Regions from separate parts of the Mus musculus genome. Here region 1 is linked to region 2. Evidence: chromatin contacts called from public HiChIP or PLAC-seq data. All regions are on one chromosome and are shown on one strand. Each heading gives the region's core, a stretch centred on a gene start, on an enhancer-like site or on the middle of the called end of the contact. The rest is flanking DNA. Distances are from core to core; before and after follow the strand shown.

Region 1 (2,700 bases), core at 67-2,566, 790 kb after region 2:
TAGACATGAGAAAAAAAAAAAAAAAAAAAAAAACCTGTTCACCCTAGACAGAGAATCAGTGACAGGACAAAGTGAATACTACTAAAGTCCAACTTGATGAGCCAGGGAGTTGTACTGGGATGACTTCCTGGAGTGTGGGTAAGGAATTAGTTACAGGAACGGAAATAACAAAGCTGCATCAACACAAATCCTCCCGAGCAAGGCTCACAGCTCATGAAAGCTGGAAATCTTTCTCTTGACTGATCTCTGCTTTTCCAAGCACTTGCTACCAAACTTGGAGACCTGGGTTGGATCCTTACAATCCACTTGGTGAAAGGAAAGACCCAACTCTTAAAAGCTAGCTTCTGACACGTACACACATACACACACACACACACACACACACACACACACACACACACACACATACACACACATCAATCAATATAATTTCAAACTTTTACATATACCACTGATGGGGGTGTTCAGTGGGTAAAGTGCTTATGGCCCAAGTGTGAGGGCCTGAGTTCTGATCCCTAGCCCCACATAAAAAGTCAGATGTGGGGCACACACCTATAACCCCAGAGCTGAAGGGAAGAGACAGAAGGATCCCGGGGCTTTCTAGCCAGCCCGTATAGCCAAATAGCTGAGCTCCGGGTTCTTCCAGACACTCTGTCTCAAGAAATAAGGTAGAGAGAGAAAGAGGAAGGCATCTAGTCAGCTCTGGCCTTCACATGCGCACACAAGGTTACACACCTCCCCCACATACCACTTATAAACAGCAGTTTCTCAAAATCTCTTGTGGCAATAAAGCAGAAAGAGTCTGAGTTCCTTTTCGAACTCAAGCTTTAGATAACCCACCCCAACCTCCACTTTGCTATTTTTGCGAATGCAAATCAGCTAGGTGTGGTGGCACACACTTTTAATTCCTGCCCTCTGAGGCAAAGGCAGGCAGATCTCTATGAGTTTGAGGCCAGTCGAGACTACCGAGTGAGACTCTGTCTCACAATAATAATAATAGTAGTAATAATGATAAATTAATAAAATGCAAATTAGCTCTCCAGTGCCCTACTAGGCTGTAGCCTCAACAAGATCACGAGGCATGTGCAAACATAACTTTTTCTTTTTTTTTCTTTACAGAAAAGTTTCACTTTAAGTCATGGATGAAACAGGTCAGTGACCAACTTCTTCTTTTGAAGTTTCTCTTGTCACAAAGCTTCCAGTTAGCAAACTGAACTGAATCAGATTTGAGACAAAAGAGCACTTGTCCAACCTTGCTCTGTCTATCCCGGGTCTTTCCATGATTCATACTGGCCAAACTCCAGGAAGGAGACAGTGAAGTGACCTTCCAAATAGTGCTGCCCAGTAATGAGCCTGGCAGAAGCCTTCCATGCCTTCTCTTCATTACTGTGGCTTGTCTTCAGAGCACTTTGCACAGTGGCTGGAGAATCTATTGGGAAAATCAGTAGGTACAGCTTTGAAAATGGTGGGTCAGCCATACACTTGGCTCAGCAATGTGTCATGGTGTCTGCGGGCTACCTACTCTTGGCAGGTCTCCTCACTGGGATCTCCTGAACTTTTTTTTTTTTTTTTCCTGAGACAGGGTTTCTCTGTGTAGCCCTGACAGTCCTGGAACTCACTCTGTAGACCAGGCTGGCCTCAAACTCAGAAATCCGCCTGCCTCGGCCTCCCAAGTGCTGGGATTAAAGGCATGAGCCACCACTTCCTGGCTCTCCTGAACTCTTAACTGATGTCCTGACAGTTGTGTGGGCTTCATTCTAGCCACAGGTCCTTTATAACTTCCTGATATTGGCAGTAGAGAACAAGAACAGAGACTCATCTAACTGTAGATCTGTCCTGAGATAGTGGCAGAATGAAAATCCCCATGGACTGGTGATTCAGCTTAGTAGGTAGTGTGCTTGCCTAGCTTGCGCAGAACTCCACTTTGATCTCCAGCGCCATGTAATCCAGGCATGGTGACACACGCCTGTAATCCCAGAACTTGGGAGGTAGAGGTAGGATAGGAATCTTAGATGTTCGTGATCATTTTGTCTAGGGACATTTGACATCAGTCTACATCCATGACACCCTGGAGGAGTGCTGGGGGGATGGGGAAGTCTCTAAAAAGACCCCCTCTGGTAAGTTTCACTCACCTATTCTCAGGACCTGTTTTGTTTTAGCATCAAAAGACGTACAGCTCGGTGGAGTACAACCACAGACTGCAGATGTTTGCCAACAACTGGAGGAAGATTCAAGCCCACAACCAGAGGAACCACACATTTAAAAGTACTGGGAAGCCCTGATTCCTCCAGGCCTCTGGGAGAAGATGGGGTGGGAACACCTCAGATCTGGAAAGAAAATGAGTAGTGGCATAGGCTGGTAAAAAGGACCTGCTCAGGGCTAACAGGCATAGAGAGCAGAGACTCAGAATCAGGGATGTCTTTGGGGAATCCGGGTTCTGTACAGGATATAAATGTAGATGGTACTGGTAATCTTCTGCGGGAGTAGAGAAGTTTACAAAAGACTCTAGAGAAGTCCTGCCCTACCCCTCTCATCTGAGGGTACAGCACACACAACCAAGATCTGTCTGGGTTGATGTGAGGCCTTGCCGCAACCTCAGACTGCTCTGAGCCCATGAGCAGTCTCTGCCGTCATCCAGCTTCACTCCTGGTGAGGGTCACTAGAAACACGTCTAGCCTGATCACTGCAGTTGCTGAGGAA
Region 2 (2,700 bases), core at 179-2,678:
TTCCAGGAAAGAGAGTCAGAAAAATCTCTGAATCTGAAACAGGGGAGCTCGTGCAGATGGGAGCAACACATTTGACTCAGAGTATCTTCATGAATGTAGTTCTGTTACAGATAACATGGGTCCCACACAGCCTGTTTTAGGTTGGTGTAGGTGCTAAGGGAGGAGCTAGGTTCCAGGTTTCCTTTGATTCTCTGCTTGTCCGTTCTATGCATGTGGGATTTATCTGCATGGCTATAAGACTTCTGCCTGCCCTCTGGTCCCTCTAGAGTCAACTTTCCAGGCAGGAATAAGGTAGAAGGTACAAACTCAGACCAATGAAGTCAGTTCTGTTTTCTATCATTTTCTGTTGACATCTGTCATGAGTGGGCAATGACAGAAATACAAATGGCCATATTTGTGTCTGTCTACTATGTCAGAATTTATTGAATGACCAATAAATTTCCAAGTTGTGTCAGTTCTGCTGGCTGGAATTTGCCAAGTAATCTGATTTCTCTTGATAGCTGGCCATTGACAAACAGATTTTTTTTTTAATTTAAATTTTTTTCTCTTTTTGTATATACATTCCAGGCTACATCTGTAGAGGTCAGAGAACTTAGAGAAATTGGTGGTGCCATTGAAAGTAGTCTAAAGGTCATGGGCAGGAAAAGACTTGAGCTGGAGCCTGGAGACAGGCAGCGGCCCATTATTGACACTGTGCCTGATACATATCTGTCTTGGGGCTCTCCTTTTATAGCCCCAGTTGAGGGGATTGCATTTTACCAATTTGTACCTCCAGGTGTGCTGGCAGGTACAGTTGTTGGCCACCATTGTGTGGTTATAAACAAGACATATAGAGTCATTTTTTCTTGGCACTTATACTCAAGATGGAGTAACTAAGATCAAGGTTGCTGTTGTCTAAAGTCAAGTTATTCTGGGCTACTTATTCCATACATCACTGAATAATTCAGGGCAGGTCTAGTCTATGCTCACATCTCACTGGCCAGATGGTTCACCTGTGCATCTCTAGTTAGAACAGAGTCAGGGAGGCATTTCTAATAGAGCATAGTGATATGTTTGGTGAATTTAGGATTCTATAGTCATTATAGACTATTGAGATAAGAAAATGCTGATATTAGCTAAGCTACTAGAGTGCCTTCTTTAGGACAGGTTAGGTGAGGAGGGGGAAGAGCACGAATCAAGCAGACTCATGCATAGGAGGCAGAAAGGAGAGAGTACACAGGAGGAAGGGAGAGAGAGAAGGAGGGAAGGCGGGAGGGAGCAGTTCTCAAGGCCATGGTTACCCCAGTGGTGCTCATTATAAAACTGAAATGTCAGGAGTTTCTAAATGTCACGTGAATTATTTTCACCTCTTTCTAAATAGGACTACGTGACCACATCAAGCTGAATGAGTGTTTTTTGGCTCAACAAATAACCCACAAAGTTTCTTGCTTCTCTAATTTGTACTTGAACTGAAGAGCCAGCTTGACAAATCTCCAGCTCATGAGACCAGTGCAGTCACCTTTATTTATACACAGTGCTTTAAGAAGAAAAGGAAGGATAATTAAAAAAAAAATACAAAATTATTCAAAGTTTACATTCATTCTCCCTTGGTGTCCCAGCAGGGAACTTTTCCTGGAGAATTCATGAAAGCTCGACCTAAGAATAATAATGGCAAAAATGTCACAGGAGACCGGTGTGTTGAATTATTGATCAGACAAGGAGTTTCCAGGCTCTTCTCCCTTCGTGATTACACACACTAACAGAGATAAAGGAGAGTCAGGACATGTAGGGATCCAAAAGAGCTAGAAGGCCCCAGGACTACTGAGTTTTACTTCCTGTTCCACGCAGCTGCAGAAGGGCAGGCTAGACAGTGGTTTCTCCCGAAGTGGGAGCTTAGAGAAGGAACTTACAGGGTGGATACTTGGCACCTCTGCTGCTCTTCTAGCTGGGAGATTTATAGGTCTGAATATAATGCCCCATCCTGGCTGAATAGGCAGGGCGGGAGCTAGGTAAAGGATGTCTCTCCCTGGCTGCCCCCTCCTTCTGAGAATGCTTAATGTAATCTTGATGCAGATCTGAGGACCTTGGCTTCCCAGTGGGAAACAAGGGCCTCTTGGTGCTCATTTGCCTGTGATGCTGGGCCTTCTCTATGGTTATAGTAGCCCTCAGATTCTCTTCACAGCATCCTATCTGCCCAGCAGCATCCTGTGGCCCACACCTGTCTTCTGTACTCTGTCCCTCCACCTGCACTGTAGCACACACCCCTTTCTCCATTCCCTATGCCTCCCTCCTGATTCATCAGAACTGCCCGTTGTTCTTTTCTCCAGCAAAGCCCAGCTACCTTCCTTCCCTGCACTACCTAAAGTCTCCTCAGTACTCTCCATGTTGTTTCAGTGCTTTCCATTCCTAGTGAAATTTTCATTATGATAAAAATGAGTTGCTGAGTGTCACTCTCTCCCATTCGGTTACAAACCCCAGGTAGTCAGGAACTATGCTTGGCTTTTCTTGGTATCACATCCCCAGAGTATTGCCTATTGCGTGGTACGCATAGAATCTTCAAATAAACCTTCCCTTCCACCCTCTAAGGCAGGATTTCCAATTTCCATGTTGTCCATGTAAAGCTCAGAGAAATAACTCAAGTTACCAGAGGGCACACAATGGCAGAGGCTTGAGCTGCAGTCCAGTCCACACCCACATTTCCCAGATAGATCTTGCTTTTCC

The links. HiChIP or PLAC-seq counts read pairs in DNA pulled down with a chosen protein or histone mark.
Region 1: an H3K4me3 HiChIP or PLAC-seq map of bone marrow-derived macrophages shows a contact between it and region 2, with 4 times the contacts expected there. The contact joins two enhancer-like sites. A contact is called at or near these places in 1 of 115 datasets of contacts at active chromatin or transcription factors (bone marrow-derived macrophages) and 1 of 9 other capture datasets (adipose tissue).

Annotation. Positions count from the first base shown.
Region 1 is chr9:90,059,360-90,062,059 of GRCm38.p6, forward strand. It overlaps Ctsh (cathepsin H), which reads left to right. Exons shown (of 12, transcript NM_007801.3): 2 at 1,120-1,151; 3 at 2,160-2,265. Among named protein-coding and RNA genes, the nearest start is that of Ctsh, 6.4 kb to the left of the region's middle. Within about 2 kb of position 1,317, at least 95 of the 459 cell types and tissues checked have an H3K27ac peak or open chromatin away from gene starts, as enhancers often do. A contact at or near this core is called in adipose tissue and bone marrow-derived macrophages, where this site is marked.
Region 2 is chr9:89,265,928-89,268,627 of GRCm38.p6, forward strand. No RefSeq gene overlaps it. Among named protein-coding and RNA genes, the nearest start is that of Mthfs, 56 kb to the left of the region's middle. Within about 2 kb of position 1,429, at least 33 of the 459 cell types and tissues checked have an H3K27ac peak or open chromatin away from gene starts, as enhancers often do. A contact at or near this core is called in adipose tissue and bone marrow-derived macrophages, where this site is marked.